Regions from separate parts of the Mus musculus genome. Here region 2 is linked to region 1. A link is a contact called in public Hi-C data. All regions are on one chromosome and are shown on one strand. The core of a region is the stretch at or near the end of the contact, and the rest is flanking DNA. Distances in the headings are between cores, read along the strand shown.

Evidence for each region. A called contact is a pair of places that touch in the nucleus more often than the background predicts.
Region 2: a contact with region 1 is called in a Hi-C map of muscle stem cells, with 2.3 times the contacts expected there. The contact joins two enhancer-like sites. A contact is called at or near these places in 4 of 484 Hi-C or Micro-C datasets (embryonic stem cells, muscle stem cells and nephron progenitors) and 1 of 115 datasets of contacts at active chromatin or transcription factors (embryonic forebrain).

What each region holds. Positions count from the first base shown.
Region 1 is chr7:36,548,584-36,552,778 of GRCm38.p6, forward strand. No RefSeq gene overlaps it. Among named protein-coding and RNA genes, the nearest start is that of Gm38992, 7.7 kb to the left of the region's middle. Within about 2 kb of position 1,773, at least 3 of the 459 cell types and tissues checked have an H3K27ac peak or open chromatin away from gene starts, as enhancers often do. A contact at or near this core is called in muscle stem cells, where this site is marked.
Region 2 is chr7:36,716,054-36,720,248 of GRCm38.p6, forward strand. The region is part of intron 1 of Tshz3 (teashirt zinc finger family member 3); the gene reads left to right. Among named protein-coding and RNA genes, the nearest start is that of Gm36722, 20 kb to the left of the region's middle. Within about 2 kb of position 1,693, at least 33 of the 459 cell types and tissues checked have an H3K27ac peak or open chromatin away from gene starts, as enhancers often do. A contact at or near this core is called in muscle stem cells, where this site is marked.

The DNA of each region.
Region 1 (4,195 bases), core at 523-3,022:
TGTGGGATAAGTGGCCAGGCACGCAAGCGACACCAGGTCCTATGTCAGCTGGGTAACTAGTTAGACGTCCCTGACTCCAGAACCACTTGTCAGTAGGGAAGGCCACACTTCTGCCCCTGACCACTTCATTATGTATTAATCTACAGCTCATGCTCAGTTGGCTCTGTTGTTAGGGTGCAATGACACTATTAGAGCAACTGATGAAATTTCAAAAAAAATATTGTTCAAATATTCTACTATCAGGGTAGGGGGGAGCTTCTAAATGATAAAACGGAGTGATAAAACCAGATTTGTAAACACTATTGGAATTTTATGTAAAAAAAAATGTTGATGATGGTGGTGGTGGTTATGGTTGATGATGATGATGATGATGATGATGTTGATGTTGATGATGATGATACAAACAAGTAGGAGCCATGTGCCCTGACTTATCTTCTACAGTTTTTCTCAGTCTTTCTTAGGCTTGTATCTACCCTACCCCCACCCCACCCCCATGGCTTATCTGACTGGCCTTCTGTCCCTATCATATCTTGTGACTTATTTTTACAGTGGCACTGACACCAATCTCAGCAGCCCTGTCTACAGGACAAAGAAACCCACTGTGCCTGCTGCTTCCCAGGGTGGCTCAGGTTGGCAGGGGAGGAAAAGGGCTGTAAGGATCAAAGGTCACTTGGGTCAACCCCGAATTCAAGGCGCACCGGCCTTTCCTAATGTAAGAACACGCATCTCACCATCTCTGCTTCACACATGCACAGCTAACAAGAAATGTGGGGCCATGGATTTGTGTGACTGTGGACTACGGAATGCGATACCATCGTCTTTCACTCTAAGCCCAACTGTGCTTAACCTGCAATGCGTGCAACACGTTGGCAAACAACTTGAACTGTTTTTTGTTTGTTTGTTTGTTTTTGGTTTTTTGAGACAGGGTTTCTCTGTGTAGCTCTGACTATCCTAGAACTCACTCTGTAGACCAGGCTGACTCAAAAGTCCACCTGCCTCTGCCTCCCAAGTGCTGGGATTAAAGGCATGCACCACTACTTGAACTGTTTATGTGCCCTTAATCGGTGAGCCATCATTTAAATTCCCTACTTAGGATTATTTAGACAAGTTTTGTGTGTGTGTGTGTGTGTGTGTGTGTGTGTGTGTGTGTGTGTGTGTGTGTGAGCCATCATTTAAATTCCCTACTTAGGATTATTTAGACAAGTTGTGTGTGTGTGTGTGTGTGTGTGTGTGTGTGTGTGTGTGTTGCATGCTTCTATGTGCATGCACCGTTTGTTCCTGTGTCTGCAGAAATCAGAATAGGGTATAGGGTGCCACATCTCCTGGAACTGGAGTTGCAGACAGTCGTGAGCAACACTCACATGAGGGTTGAGAATGGAACCTGGGTCTGGGAAGAGCACCCAGTGCTCTTAAGCTCGGAGCCATCTCTCCTGGCCCTACTTAGTGTTCTTACCGAAGTATCCTTGCCTCACGCCCTGTAGCATTCATTATGCTGCTACTGGGTACCAAAGGCCATGCCAGGCACTGATGAAGACAGGGCATCATGGGACCCACAATTGTCCATAGGGAGCTTGTTTTCAATGGAGGCTGTGGTAACTGGACAGAAGACATTCAGCACATCAAGGGTTAACAGACAGTAGCAGATCTGAGGAGGCCGAAGATCAGGCAGGCCCCTTGGAGTAAAATATGAAGAACAAGGAAATGTCATGGGTGGAAGGAACATATCTGTATGCCTGTGTGCCAGGGAAGGCAGGCTGTACGGTTGGGGAATCCCAAGAGGAACACACAGTAGCATTTGTTAAGCCTGTTCTGTGGTGATGTGGGTGGAAGGCAGGCTTGCTTGTATGACAGAGCCCTGACCCTGGGCTGCCACGCTTTGGCTTCGGGACATGCAAGAACTAGAAAAAGAAGGATTTACAGGAGCCGTCCAAAGGAACAGGGCTGCAATCCAGTAATGGGACTTCACAGTGTGTGTTGGTTAGTTTTACACTGCAGTGACCAAATCTCTGAGGAAAAGGGGCTTGGGATAAAAAGTTTATTTGGCTCATGCTTTGATGGAGTTCAGTTTTTTGAGGGTGACCCTCTTGTGTTCAGCCTCCTTGCAAGATAGAAATGTGGCAGAAGGATAACAAGGTAGGGAAGCTGTGAGCCTCAAAGCAAAGGAAGGAGGTTGAGAAGTCTGAAGCAAGACACCTATCAAAGGCCACTTCCCCGCTGACCTAATTCCTCCAAGGAGACCGCTACCTCCTCATTTCAACCACCTTCCTACAACACAATGAAGATGTGAATACACCCATGAATGAATTCACTGATGATGTCTGAGCCTGTATGGTTCAATCATTTCTCAATAATTTGGTATGGTCAGTAAGGGCCAGGCCTTTTACACAAGCGTCTTCAGACAAGCATTTCATAGCCATTCCAAACCGTGGGTTGGTGAGAGCTGGAGGCTGCAGAACACCAGCCTTCAGCCCCAGGCCAGGTTGCCTTCACCGTGGGAGCACAGCTATGCCTCTCAATTGTCCCATCCTTCCTGACTGGGGTAGCACCACTTTTCACAAGGCAAGCAACTGAGAGGAATTTGGCAAAACCCAAAGGAATAGGCCAGATTTAAGAATGCCAAAATGAAAATGCAGCCGAAAAGTAAAAGGAAAGGAAAGGGGAGGGGAGGGGAGGGGAGGGGAGGGGAGGGGAGGGGAGGGGAGGAGAGGAGAGGAGAGGAGAGGAGAGGAGAGGAGAGGAGAGGAGAGGAGAGGAGAGGAGAGGAGAGGAGAGGAGAGGAAAGGAGAGGAAAGGAAAGGAAAGGAAAGGAAAGGAAAGGAAAAGAAAGGAAAAGAAAGGAAAAGAAAGGAAAAGAAAGGAAAAGAAAGGAAAAGAAAGGAAAAGAAAGGAAAAGAAAGGAAAAGAAAGGAAAAGAAAGAAAGGAAAAGAAAGGAAAAGAAAGGAAAAGAAAGGAAAAGAAAGGAAAAGAAAGGAAAGGAAGAAAAGAAGGCATGTGCGGTCTGTGACTGCCTCTGACCTGAGCATCCAGTGGGGAAAGCATGGATAGACACTCCTCTCTCTTAAGTAGCTCACAATGCAGCTGAGACAGCCAGATATGCGAGGACCAATGGAAGCACAGCACTGAGAGATGGGAGGGATAACATGGACAAAGTGAGATTTCCTCACTCCCAGGACCACCCTGACATGAACCTGCTGGTGGTCGTTGGTAAGGGGCAGAGGGACTGTATTCACTGAATGTCTACTGTACTCTGGGCATTGTCCCTGACCTATGACCCTTACAGTCTACAGGAAATGTAAAAAGGCAAACCAGTTACCGAGCACCATGTCATGGGTCATCTAATCCGTCAAGGGCAGGGATGCAATGTGAGCTCCTGGAAGGGACACCTCATCCAGGCTTAGGGACAGGGAACATTCTCCTGAAGGTATATGGCTCTTCACTTGAAATGAGGGTGGAGAGTAGTCAGAAGAGAAGCTGGAGGAAGTGGTAGCAAATCTGAAGGGTATGGTAAAGACAGACCCTATCAAGACATTTGTGACCACTCCAAAGGAGAGAGAGCATTTTGAGTTCGAATGTGGTGGTAACCAGGGATGTGTGATGGAGACTGGAAAAAGCACAGTGATGAAAAAGAACGGGAAGCGCACAGTGGGTACTGCCAATTCTATCCCAGGTCACAGTGTGCAACCTCGGTTAGGTTTCAAGTGGAGAGGTGACTCTGCAGGGAGAGGGCTTGTTGCTCTTGCAGAGGACCTAGGTTCAATTCTCAGCACCCACATGGTGGCTCACAACTGTCTGTAACTCAGTTCCAGAGGATGTGATGTCTTTAGGTGCTGGGGAGATGGCCAAGAGATGCAGGCTAAGAGACAGGCTGCTCTTACAGAGGACATGGATTCTATTACCAGCATCTACTGGTGATTTACAATTGTTCTTATCTTCAGTTCCAGGGAATCCAGTGCCCTCTTCTGACCTTTGAGGTAATCAGGCATATACATGGCACATGTATACGCATCCAAGCAAAAATTCATACGCATAAAATAAATAAATCTAAAATAAAAGATTAAGGAACATTTTATTGAGACATGGTGCAGTCTTCCTGGTGGCAATCTCTTGTCTGAATTTTGCTTTTCACAGGCCAGGAGCTTCCTGACCAGGGTGGAGGAATATAATTGGTGCCTTGATGTGGAGGGTGGAGAGAGG
Region 2 (4,195 bases), core at 443-2,942, 170 kb after region 1:
GTCTACTAAAATCAACAGACTGTCGCTTCCCGGCTTGATGGGGCAGCTCTGACCACTGTAGGTGGCAATGGCAGATAGAAGGGCTCGGAGCTTCTGACCACAGCGAGACGGGTGATGCGGTCGCTGGCCTGCTTCCCTGCAGCTCCATGTGGTTTGCTTCCTCCATGACATTTTCAGAGGACCTGTGCCTCCATGGAAAGGCTTGGGTTCCCTCTATTCTGGTGGCGTGCAATCAGTCCAGAAGATTTTAGTTGTGGGACTTCTGGAGACACCTTAGTCACATTCACCAGACGCTATTATCCCTACGATTATTTCCGTGATTGTGTGAATACTAATTAATTAAAAAAATCACTACAGCATATATGAAATATCAGTGATAGACCTAGTAAATAAGTTATTTTAATAGTTTAAGCAATGAAAGTAACTGAATGCCCCTTTTAAATTCATCAGTGAAACAACAATAATTTATGCTTCACCGTGGACGAGGTTTTTACACATATTTTCTTTTCTTTGTAGTGCTGGGGCTTGAACCCAGGGCCTTATGCATACCAGGCAAGAGTTCCAAGACTGAGGTGGAACCTCCGGTTCATAGCAGATATGTCTCCTTCATTTTATTTGTTTATTTCTTTGGGAGATCAGGTATCACCTGACTAGCCCAAAATTCAGGTTAGGGCTCTTGCTCTCAATCCTCCTGCCTCGGCCTTAGAGTGCTTGGATGACAGGCCTGGGCCACCTTCTCTGGCTGCAGAGACATTTGTAAAGTCCCAGTCCAGGTCATCTCCTCCCCTTTCAGTGGTCAGAGAACAGACACAGCCCATCTCTAGCAAAGGCCTGCACTCCTCATTACCCCCTCAGCACAGCCAGCATGGTAGTTGGGCTCTTCTTTTTTGTGTGTGTTCTTGCCAGGCAACCTTCTCCAGATGACTCTGTTCCTGCCAAAAGGAGCTACCGTGAAGGCTCCATCCCTGATCATCCCTCGATGTGTCTCGGGCCAGATTCCCTGCTCAGGATGCTTTAGGACCTAGAAGAGTAGGGAATTTTTTTTTTTTCAATTTCAAGTGGCCTTTTGCCTCCTGTAAAAAGCTCATTCATGTCTGCAGTCCAGAGGGATGTGTAGACCACACAGCATCATAACACCCACGTTTTTTTCCCCCTACCCATCCCCCCCCCCCTTTGCTAGGTTAGGTCATAGAGAGGGTACGAGGGAATTGGAGAGCAACCAGGAGGTTGTGCTGTGGCCAGTGCAGACCCTTGGAGAGGCCTGGATGCTGTGAACCCCCTGACTTCCAGTGGTACCCACTGGCTGGCGCTGGGTGTTCAGGCATCCGCAGTGGTCTGTGCTTATGCAGCACATCCCAGCTCGGGGATGCTGCCTCCAGAGGCTCCTGCAGGCAGTTCCAGCTCGCTTAGATCTGCCCTTGCTAGTGGGAGAGATTTACTGGAAGCCCTCAAAGGCAAAGCAGCTCAGGGGCTTGAGGTCTATTCTTTGCTTTTCTCTTTCTTTTTTTTCCCCCTCTTTTTCTTGCAAGTTTTATTTTTGACCCAAAATATTAAATTTCCCGGGGATGGGGGAAAAAGCAGAGCCGTTAAAGAGAGAGGACACCCTTTTATTAACCAAGAAGCAGCTCTTTTGAATTACAGAGGAGAATTTGACCCCTTTTGAAAGGAAATAAAGGAGGAACCCCATGTAAGGAAAGCAAGAAAAGCTGATGTTACATTTTCTGTGATTACTCATATCCGAGGCTGGAGCTCCGGGAAGTCGGCTATAATGGAATTTTTTTCTTTTTTTTTTCTTTTTGTTTTTCCTCCTCTGAGTTGTGTCTCTGCTCTTCTTCCTCTCCTATGAGAGAGAGTAAGGAGTAGTTTGTGCTTGATGGGAAAGAATACTTGCTTTCTGACTTGCCATCTCCCTCTGACTGGACCCAGGGTCCAGGTTGAAGGACCGTGTAATTAATTCTCTTAACCAGGGAGCTGTTAAGGCTCAGAGAGGCAGGAAGGGAATGGCGCAGCAGGGTGTCCCTGAACCCAGAACTCGGCCAGCTTGCACCTGAGTTTTGACACCAGCCTGTAACAGCAGTGATCAGCTATAAATAATTCACCTCCAGAAGTGAAAAGTCGAAAGCCTCGGTAGAGGTTCACAACCATTAGTCGCCGTTTCGTTGGCATCGTTTAAAAACTATTTTCCTGCGTATACTGTGTGAGTTTCTAGGAGCCTGGTGCATACCCTGAGACCCAAATCAGAGGTGCCACAGCCCTGGCTGCATTCAGCAGACGTGTGCGTGTGTGCATGTGTGAAAACTGCAGGGTATGCCTGTTGCCAGGTCTCGCCTCCTTCCCCGCACCCTGGAAGATGCTCATTGTAGTTTCTTGATACTTAAGCTCTGCCTGCATAAGGTGCAGCAGGCACCTGGTACCTTCATCTGGGCAGTGAGAAATGACCATCGTTTCTTCCTTCTTGCTCCGAGCTTAGGTGACCAAACCAAGAAGTAATTAGACAATTAGTGGTGACAAAGATGGGTCTGTTCTTCCTTCCTTAGTTTTATTTTAGTCCGGTGTGGTGTCTGCATCTTAATAAGATTCCCATTTATGTTGTGGTAGATGGGCCCACCAACCCTACGAGCCTTTTTGGATTTAATGACAAAGCAGGGCCACTGGCTTATCCAAAAATGTGGTGTCTGGAAGTTTAAATGTAGACACACACATAGTTCTTACAAGAAGTGGATCCTCCAGTCTCAGGCTGAGATTGGTGAGACGTGTTTGGAAGCCACTGCATTTAGGTGACAACTGAAATAAAGGTTTTGAAAGGATATACAGAAAGTTGACACATCTGAAGCCTGCCTCTTCAGGGCTGTCTCCTGTGACTGTGGTTGCAGATAATTCTTTATTCTTATTTGGTAATACGCACACCGTTTAAATGGTATGGCAGTTAATCGTGATTGTTTTAAAATATAATTTCATAGATGGAGCTTTTGTATACCAGGTAGGCCTGACTTCTTATCATAAAAAATAAACTCTACAAGTTCCTCTTTTATTTGTTATTGGATATAAAATAAGGCAGTTTCCACTAATAAAAGAGGGACCCGTTATTGGTGATTTTACTGAGACATTGTGTTTCAATACTGGTGTTTCAATACTGGCTAGTCGTGCAAAGGAACCTTGTCTATGTAAAGGTGCAATGCCCTACAGGTTGAGCTACTTAGACAGGACCCGGGTCTCAGGAGCTAGATGGTTCTGCAACCTTTCCACATGAGGAGTTGACCCTCAAGGGCTACCTTGGCCAGGTGGAGGTGATCACATGGCCCTCTTTCCACTTCTGATGTTATTCAAACACATTTGGGTTCTCCCAGAACACAGACTCAAAGCAGCTGCTAGTGCTACTGACTGTAGGCCCCTGGACTGAGCGAGTTAACTGCTCATTGAATTTATTCCTCCCACTTCTCAGCAAGGTATGCTGGGATTGAATGGGTCCTCCACTCAGGGGTTCTGTCTGAGGGCCTAGCAAAAGTTCTCTTTCTTTTGACAGAGTTTATAGCGATGTTTTCTTAATTATTCTTGATGTTTTGCCCATTATACCATTAGCTTCTTCAGAGGACAGAGATAAATAGCTGGTATCCACAAGAACAAAGTGTGAACTGAATGCATTTAATTATTGATAGCTCGGTAGCTAAAGGTTCTGAAATGATGTTGTCAAATGCCTTGGTGAGTCGACAGCAGATGTGTTGGTCTGCACGCACAACTAGAGATGGGGCACCAGTAAAACTCAGGGAAGGAACGCCATTAAGCAAATAACGGACTCTAGCCGTTCATTTTCCTTAATTTGTTTCCCAGTATGATTGGTTTCGTTCTCTGTGTTAGATTTTGAGGCTTAGGAGGTTTGCAGGTTTTTGTTTCTCTGCTTTTAAAATACATGACCATGTATTGATTGCATGCATATTGTCAAACTATTGTTTTTAAGTAAACTCACTGACCCACTTTCATTTCTACTGCTTCTTATATATGTGTACACGTGTGTGCATTAAGTATGTATACGGCTTTGTTGAAGTCGGTGTTTTCACAATCTTAGTCCTAAAATGGGAATTTGAAAGCCACTGGCTTTATGCTCATGTTTCCAAACAGGAAGAAGCCACACGCTCACGAGTTCCCTTCTCCCTCCTCATTAGCGACCAAATTCGTCTTTATGCACATGCAAGTAAGG